2 separate regions of the Mus musculus genome follow, and region 1 is linked to region 2. The links are chromatin contacts, called in public HiChIP or PLAC-seq maps. All regions are on one chromosome and are shown on one strand. The core of a region is the stretch at or near the end of the contact, and the rest is flanking DNA. Distances in the headings are between cores, read along the strand shown. Region 1 overlaps Arih2 (ariadne RBR E3 ubiquitin protein ligase 2). Region 2 holds the start of Ccdc71 (coiled-coil domain containing 71).

Evidence for each region. HiChIP or PLAC-seq counts read pairs in DNA pulled down with a chosen protein or histone mark.
Region 1: a contact with region 2 is called in an H3K4me3 HiChIP or PLAC-seq map of bone marrow-derived macrophages, with 2.4 times the contacts expected there. The contact joins the enhancer-like site here to the promoter of Ccdc71 in region 2. A contact is called at or near these places in 1 of 39 promoter capture datasets (liver), 3 of 115 datasets of contacts at active chromatin or transcription factors (bone marrow-derived macrophages, embryonic stem cells and microglia) and 3 of 9 other capture datasets (adipose tissue, liver and pancreatic islet).

The regions. Positions count from the first base shown.
Region 1 is chr9:108,624,640-108,629,027 of GRCm38.p6, reverse strand. All of the region lies in intron 3 of Arih2 (ariadne RBR E3 ubiquitin protein ligase 2), which reads left to right. Among named protein-coding and RNA genes, the nearest start is that of Arih2, 23 kb to the left of the region's middle. Within about 2 kb of position 2,242, at least 21 of the 459 cell types and tissues checked have an H3K27ac peak or open chromatin away from gene starts, as enhancers often do. A contact at or near this core is called in bone marrow-derived macrophages, where this site is marked.
Region 2 is chr9:108,457,443-108,461,816 of GRCm38.p6, reverse strand. Ccdc71 (coiled-coil domain containing 71) reads right to left here and starts at 1,264. Exons shown (of 2, transcript NM_133744.5): 1 at 1,200-1,264. It overlaps Gm51295 (predicted gene, 51295), which reads right to left and starts at 2,723; the gene lies at 2,657-2,723. It also overlaps a transcript of Klhdc8b not described here.

The DNA.
Region 1 (4,388 bases), core at 993-3,492, 170 kb before region 2:
CTAAACATCCTATCCAAGTGTTCTAGGATGTCAGGTAATACTTTGTAATTTACAGAAATTCCTTTAGGAATTTGTTCCAAAGATACACACTTGGCTCTTAACCAGAGAGGTCCTAAATGTCGATTGTGCTTTGTGTTTCCTTAAGGAGCAGGATTTATCTTCCGTGGTATATTTAGTTCTCTGTAGGCAAGAGATGCAAATGTTTACTCAAGTAATTAAAATTTTAATAATGGCTTGCTTGAATTCGTGAGGAGGTTGCAATTGGTGGGAACTTGGGAAGAAATTTGTGGTGTTATTTACTAACAGCCTTGAGGTAAACTTGGAACTTGGAACTTGTAGTTGAAAAATAATTTTACTAACGTATTCTCTCTTTGAGAACCTAGTGGTGCCAGCACTCAGGAGGCAGGTCTCTGAGAGTTCGAGACCAGCCTGGTCTACAGAGTGAGTTCTAGGACAGTCAGGGCCACACAGAGAAACCCTATATTGAGTCCCCCAACAACCCCACACACACACACACACACAAAGAACCTGAACCTAGTGGTGAAAAGACACAGTGAATAAAATTGAAAACTAGAATAGGGTAGTGGGTCACAGAATTGTTTGTATGCCCAGAACCAAATTGCTATTGAATCTGCCTTATCTATCAGACAAATGTCACTGTCGTGGTTACTGTTCTGTGGCTTTGAAGGGGAGACCTCGTGATCATGGCACCTCTTACAAAAGAAAACATTTGACTGGGACTTAGAGTTTCAGAAGTTTAGAAGGTTTTCGTCATGGCAGGAAACTTGTTGGCACACAGGCAGGCACAGGGCTGGAGAATTAGCTGAGAGTTGTATCTTCGTTGGAAGAGAGAGACTGCTTGGAATGGGCTATGTGAAAACTCATGGCCCACCCTCAGTGACACACTTTCTCCAACAAGGCCACACCTCCTAATCCTTTCAAATTGTGATACTTCCTGGGGACCGAGTATTCAACTCTGAGATATTATGGGGTCATTCTTATTCAACCCACTATAGTTACCAAGATAGTTTCCATCCTGAGCTGGCTGTTTTGTTTGACTTCATTTTGATTATCTCTAAAATTCTTAGCTTATGAGGGCATATGTCTCTAGCAGTTCTTAACCTGTGGATTGTGAAAGGTTTAGCAAACCTTTATCTCCAAAAATAATTTTCATTATGATTCATAACTGTCGCAAATTTACAGTTATGAAGTAGCAATGAAAATAATTTTGTGGTTAGGGATCATCATAGCATGCGGAACTGTATTAAGGATCGCGGCATTAGCAAGGTTGAAAACTCCTGTTCTAGAGCAGCTTATGAAGTGGTGAGGCTATAGGCTTCTGTGCTGTTATCCTTGTTTGGGACCACCTGCTGGTTGATAATACAAACTAAAGTATTTGTATAGATGTCATTACGTCTCAGTGAGGAAATCTTAACAATACATACCTAAATCCTGAATTTCCCTGTGGTCTCTGCTTTTCGTCCAGCACCTTGCTTTTGAAGTATTAATAAAATTGAGTGGCACAGTCACTAACTCTTTAAAACCAGAAAGGAAAACTTGACTCCTATACTGCTGTCTACTTCTGTAGGTCTCTCTGTGTCACTAAGTGGTAATTGCTGAACATGTTTGAAAGTCTGTGGTAGAGAGATAACTTTTCAGTTTCCTTTACAAACACAGACTATAAAGGACGTTGTTAGATGTTTGACACCTTTGGGAAGTACTGGTGATCAGAAACACTCATTTTGACACGTGTAAAGTCAATGTTTTTTGAAATAAAGATCTGGAGATGCTGTATTGGATTGCGGCCTATAGGCAGTACAGAATATTATGTAGGGTAAATGTCATCAAGAAGTGTCCTTCAAGTTGGAAGGACAGGTTCCCACCAGCATCTGCTCCATCTTGTTATAGGTATTGAGGGCTCAGGGAAAAGGGGGAGAAAGGCAGAAAGATGGACTGTACCTGATTTCTGCTCTAACCCCATTTTTATTCTATGAAATGCTCTTCAAGCCACCATGAAAGTTGAGGGTAGGCCTACCCCACCCCCTTTTTTCTTGTTTGTGGTATGTTCGTATGCCTGCATGCTTACAGTGTGTACAGGCAGACATGGGTTGTATGTGTGTGTGTGAGCATTACTGTGGAGACTAGAGGTCCTAGAATTCTTCCCAGTGACTCTCTACCTTATATGGAGTTAGGGTCTTTGAGTCCAGAGTTTGCTAATCAGTGTGCTCTAGGGGTCACATGTCTGGGCCTCTTGAGCATGCTGGGAATACAGGCAAGCTGCCAAGCCTATTCCACACTTAAAGGGTGCTGGGGATCCCGACTGTGGTCATCATACTTGCTTGCCAAGCACTTTACCCACTGCACACTGCTCAGCCCACTCCAGGGAAGTGCCAGTGTTGGCTTGCTTCCCCTTCCCTGCCTTTGCAGTCATCGTTTTTTCTTAGCTCCAAGTCAGATGGCCTGATTTTGGTATGTGTGTGTGTTGACACTGAGTGTGGTTTGGGCACAAATATGATAGGTCACAGACAGGCCACTAAGCAAACTAACCTGAAAGACATTCCTTGTGGACATTGAGTGACTTTGAGAATATGGCAAGTTGATAGCAAAACATTCAGTGGAACTTCTTAGGCTTGGTCAGGTAAACTGTCGTAGGGCTAGTGAAAATTACATGACCGTCTAGAATTTATAATATATAATCAGTTAGCCTTTGTTTAAAACTGTTAAAATTACAGCTAGGATGGTGGCACACACCTATATCCCAGCACTCATGAAGTAGAGGCAGAAGAATCAGTTTACATTCAAAGTCTCAGCGTAGGTACAATGACATAACAAGACCCTGTTTCAAAAGCAAACAGGGGCAGGAGAGTTGACTCAGTTGTTAAGAGCCCTGGAAACCCTGGAAGCCCTTCTTGATTCTAGATTCAGTTCCCAGTTCCCACATGGCAGCTCACAACCCTCTGTAACTCCAATTCTAGGTGGTCTGATGCCTTCTTCTGGCCTGCTTGGTCACCAGTCATACAAGTCTGTGCAGACACACATGAAAGCAATGCATCCAGGACCAGAACACCATGAAATAAAATTAAAAAGAAAATAGCACCTGCAAGATTACCCATTGGGTAAAGACACTTTGCTGCATAAGCCTGGCCATGACCCAAATTTGATCCCTGGAACTGACCTAAAAGTTTAGCGGGGCATGGTGGCGCACACCTTTAATCTCACCCAGCACGTGGAAGGCAGAGGCAGGAAAGTCTGTAAGAAGCCAACCTGGGCCGGGCATGGTGGCTCACGCCTTTAATCCCAGCACTTGGGAGGCAGAGGCAGGCGGATTTTCTGAGTTCGAGGCCAGCCTGGTCTACAGAGTGAGTTCCAGGACAGCCAGGGCTACACAGAGAAACCCTGTCTCGAAAAACAAAAAAAAAAAAAAAAAAAAAAAGAAGAAGAAGAAGCCAACCTGGCCTACATAGTGAGTTCCAGAATAGCCAAGGCTATATAAGTGAGACCTGTCTTAAAAAAAAAAAAAAAAAAAGATGGGTGGATAACAGTCGGCTTCACAGGTTGTCCTCTGACCTCCACACAGGTACCATGTCACATGCATCACCCTCAATAAGGGCACTGCAGTTAGAACTCACTTTGTAAACCAGGTTGGTCTCCAATACACAGAGATTTTCCTGCTTCTGCCTCTCTAGTGTGGTGATGGGAGGCTTGCACTGCCATGCCCAGATAAACTTGTAGAAAAATAGAAATCAGTGCTTTAAACAAAGTCTTGGGCTGGAGAGATGGCTCAGCAGTTAAGAGCACTGACCTCTTTTCCAGAGGTCCTGAGTTCAATTCCCAGCAACCTCATGGTGGCTCACAACCATCTGTAATGGGGTCTGGATGGCCTCCTCTGGTGTGTCTGAAGAGAGCAATGGTGGTAAACTCATATGTATAAAATAAATAAGGAGGAGGAGGAGAAAACAATAAAATCTTAAGGGAAAGTTTAAATTCTGATTATTTAAAGTAAAAATTCATGCCAGATGTGGCAGCGCATGTCTCTAATACCGATATCTGTCTCGATAAATAAATAAATCAAAGCCAGGATGGGCTAGGTGGCAAGTAACAATTCCAGCACTCAGGAGGCAGGGCAGGATCATCTGGGTCCAAGGCCAGCCTGGTCTATGTAGGTTTTGTCTCAGAAAAAAAAAAAAAGTAAAATAAAGTGATAAAGTACATAAATATACTTTTTTTGTTAAGGTATAAAATGCAAGTTCCTTTTTTAAAATTTATTGGGTATTTTCTTCATTTACATTTCCAATGCTATCCCAAAAGTCCCCCATACCCGCCCCCACCCACCCACTCTTACTTCTTGGCCCTGGCGTTCCCCTGTACTGAGGCATATAAAGTTTGCA
Region 2 (4,374 bases), core at 15-2,514:
TAGACAGGATACTCAGTGACCTGATTCCTAGCTCTAGTCTTGGAGTTCAAACCCAATATAAGACACAGACCCGCCCAAAAAAAAAAGACAGTTGCAAACATCTCTAAGGCAAGCAAGAGACCAGGCAACGAGACCAAGGAGTTCAAGGTTTGACGACAAAGGACAGGGAAAGATTCCAACTAGGAAGGTAGGCCAAGCCGTAGCGCTTAAAAGGCAACAGACCTTAGATGTTAGTGGTCCCAACAGATGCAGCTGTCTGGGACCACTCAAATCGTCCTATGCTTCCTTAAGGAAGCCATGGCTGTCACTCAGAAGTTACACCCAGCACTCCAACGCAGCATCTGAGGGCTTCCCGAGTCAAAAGGTAAATTCCCCAGCTGCACCGGAGCGTTAAAAGATCAGCTGGGATGAGACAGGTCCCTGGAGTCTAGGAGCCCGTCTGTGCCGCCGCTCTGCACAGCTCTAATGAAGCAGACACACAGTCCTCAGACTCCCCGGAGAAAGTGCCCTGGGGCTCTTTGTTTGGAAACATTCTTGGATCCTCAGGTGTCTGAGGCACTTCCCCTCCCCAGAGGATGCTCTTCAAGTACAATCCAAGTTAATGCTTTCATTTATTTATTTATTTATTTATTTATGTTTTGAATGGGTGGGCTATGAACTGTAGGACAGAGGGGGACGACCTACCTCCCACCCCAAACCTCCGGCGCTCATATTACGGGGCGGGGACCAAGGGGCTCTTTGCCTAGGTCATTCTGAGCCCATGGGAGGGAGGGTGCTTCTTGGCTCTCAAGAAGCTTTGTAAACAGAGGCTGCAGCCAGGCTGACTTTTGCCTTCACACATTCCTTTGGGGCCAGCACAGGAAGTTGACAGAAGACTGGGGGCGGGCATACTAATCGGGCGGACTGGGATCAGGGGCAGATCGGGGCCCTCAGGCGGGGAGACCGAGGCCCCGGGGCCTGAACGGCGACGGGGAGTCGGGGTTACGGCGGCGGCGAAATGTGTAAGGTGGGCAGTGGTCGCCCGACAGGATCCTCAGAACCCCCAGGGTGGGGTCCTGGGTAGGGGTGGGGTGTCTCGGCCAAGCCCTGGGAAAATGAGGATCCCGGAAGGGCCGGCCACCCAGTCCCTTCGCCCTGCCGCCCTGTGGCCTCATGGGCAGCCACTCCGCACCACCGCTAGGCCCGCGGCTCCAACCTACCGGCGCCGCCGCGGGGACCCAGGACGCACCTCTGCGCCGCCTCCGCCGCTCCAACATGGCCGCCTGCTGCGCGCCGGAAGTACACCGTGCTTCCGCTTCCGGGATCTAGCCCGCCTGGTGACCCTTGACCCCTAGAACTCTCCCCTCCCCCCCCAAGTCTGGGGGCGGAGCAGGTTGAGTACTTCGGAGGGCTGCCTGGAGGGGGTGGCCTCGGAGGTGACAAGTCCAAACCTATCTGATCCAGTATGGGAGCCTGTGCACATAGAAGGCAAAAGTCACAGGATCCCAGTCAGGATTGGACTAAGGACCACTTTTCTAAAATGTCCTGGTAATATAGGAGTCAAAGTGACTCCTGGCAAGCTCTATGCTATTCTACACCCCAGGACCTTACTCTTTCTCTGGCACCTGATCAGAAGAGAGTGTGCCTGACAGGGATTATCTCAGGAAAGTCCCCTTGTTTCACCACACAAGTACTTCCTGAAAGAGTAGCAGGCGCTCCTCTCCTGAGAATGGGCTTAACCCTGGCACACTGCATGAAAAGCTGGTATATACATGTAGGCACAAGTAATACACAGCAGCCTGGGGCTGTAGATGGCCAGTCTGTAAGTCACAGTACATCAATGTGGGCCTGAATATACTTGCTCAGGTATGTATACACAGTGGAGTGCCAAGATCTGGCTCAGCCAAAGCACCTCGAATGGCACAAAGTAACACTTTTCAGTCGTTACAGTGCCCAGAATCCGTTGGCTCTGTTGGCAAAGAGATTGCAAACTCAGTCCTACCTATGTCCTGTAGACAACACAAGATGGTTAGTTACAGAGCCCTCTCCTCAGCAGTATTTGAGGACACAGGTTAAAACTAACTCTAGGAATCTGAGACCTCAGATGAACAGTCAGCATATTTTCCAAACCTTGTCCTTTTTGGAGACAGTGTATCCCTACATAGCCCTGGATTCCTGGGATCAAAGGTGGCATGTGCTGCCATGCCTGGCTTCACAGCTTTAAGGAAAGGACCCCCTTGTCAGATGCTTCCTAGTCCAGTTTAGGAGGCATCAGGAAAGCTTTGGTTTCATGGATGAGGGAGTGAAGGCATCTGGACCTGTCTAAGAGTTTGGGGTAGGTAGACAAGGGTGTTTGAAGTGCTTCATGTGGGAGCTGGATACTAGCCTTCTTCCTCTTTTGTACGACTGAAAGATCCTTAGCTGTTCTGTGTTTCCCAGCCTATGTAGAGGGATCTGTCATCTTTAAAGATAAGTATCAACCACCCATCAATACCCAAGGCCTCACTTGATGCCTGTTTACTTCTCAGAGCTTTGGCACCGACAGGAGACTCCTGACAGTTTCTGGGTAGCCAAGTACCCAAGAGGAACCACAAAATCTGCGGGCAGTCTGGGGTCAGTACCTCCAGTCATTTCTCTTGGTAGAGAAAAAGGGCCTTATGGACCTACACCAGGATGAGCCATAACTATGCAAACAGAAGCCACTTCTGCCAAGAGGCAGAGCTTGGTGCCTTCCAGGCATAGTAGCAGGCCAGATGTGCTCTAGCAGGCCAAATGTGCCCTAGAAGGAGATTCCTCTCTTGCATTATCAAACCCAGAGGTCAGAGCAAAATGGAGGACAAGAAGGCTGGGTCCATTCTCTCTCTGTTCCTTCTCTCTATGGCTACTGAGGGAACGGTGAAAGTGAGGGAACCTAGCTATCAAAGGGGGATACACCTTGGTGTTACAACTGATGTGGGACTCTCATCAGAGCACAGCTGTCACTTGACCTGGTTCTTGACAGCTGCTGGCTCTACATCGGCGTAACCTGAGGCAGCGAGGTTGAGGTGGGAAGACACCTGAGGCATTTCCATGGTCCATCCCTTGCTCTCTACTTGACATCTTCCATGGTCATTGGTGAGGTGAAGCCACATCCATCTTATCGGAGACAACTGGTTGACCAGGTGGGTTAAGATACAGTTTGGGAAAGATTTGCTTTAATAGGTCCTACTTTGAAAAGCCAGAGCCGGGGCTGGAGAGATGGCTCAGCGGTTAAGAGCACTGACTGCTCTTCCAGAGGTCCTGAGTTCAAATCCCAGCAACTACATGGTGGCTCACAACCATCTGTAATGAGATCTGATGCCCCCTCTTCTGGTGTGTGTCTGCAGACATCTACAGTGTACTCATATAAATAAAATAAATCTTAAAAAAAAAAAGAAAAGAAGAGAAGAGAAAAGAAAAGAAAACCAGAGCCAAATCTGAGGTGTGAAATTGGGTTCCATGCATGGTAGGCCCTTTCTCCTCTGTGTGTGTGTGTGTGGAGGGGGGAGTGTGACTGTGGTGTGTGTGTGTGTATGTATGGTGTCTTTCTGTGTATGTGTGTGTGTGTGTGTGTGTGTGTAGGCCACTGTGTAGACTGCGAGCTCAGAGAGATCAGTTCTAGATTAAGGGTGTGTACTATCACACTCACGCTGGCCATCAAGCCTCAAGGATTTGCCTGCCTCCACCTCCCCAGGACTGGGATTATCACATGCACATCTGCCTGGCTTTTTAGTTTATTCTGTTGGTGTGTTTTCATTCTCGATACACCCACAGCCACTGAAGACAAGAAACACAAAGGAAAGGCCCTGGCTGCTCCTAAGGATGGAGAAGAAAGTTTATTGTAGGTAAAAAGGAGCTTGTAGGCAAAGACAGGGACATCTGGGAGAGCCCAGAGTAGATGTGACCCTGAGCCATGTGGGGAGAGGAGGAGGGGAAGCGAGAGGGAAGAGAGGGGAACAAGGTGCAAGCAGGCGAAAGGGCAAAAGATGAAAGAGGACAGGCAACCAAAATGGTTGGATTATATAGCAAGAGCAACCCAGCTGGAGGGGGTGGGGCAGGAGGTGGCTAGAAGGCAGACATGCCTTAGTTCCTACCCTGTAACAGGGACTAAGGGATGCTGGGAAACCTGGTAGCCAGGTCAGCGTTAATAGGTCAGGTTTAATACGTTAAGTACCTCAGTCATTTATCCCAGGTTTGAAACTTAACACACATCACTGGTGTTGAGGGGTCAAAGGGCAATGTTTGGGAATGGATTCCCTTGCTCTTCTACCTAGTGGTTCTCTGGAATCCAGCTTGGGTTGTCTGCCTGGTAGCAGGCACCTTTACCCTTTGAGCCAAGTCGCCAGCCTCCTCTCCTCCATATATATTAAAACAAAG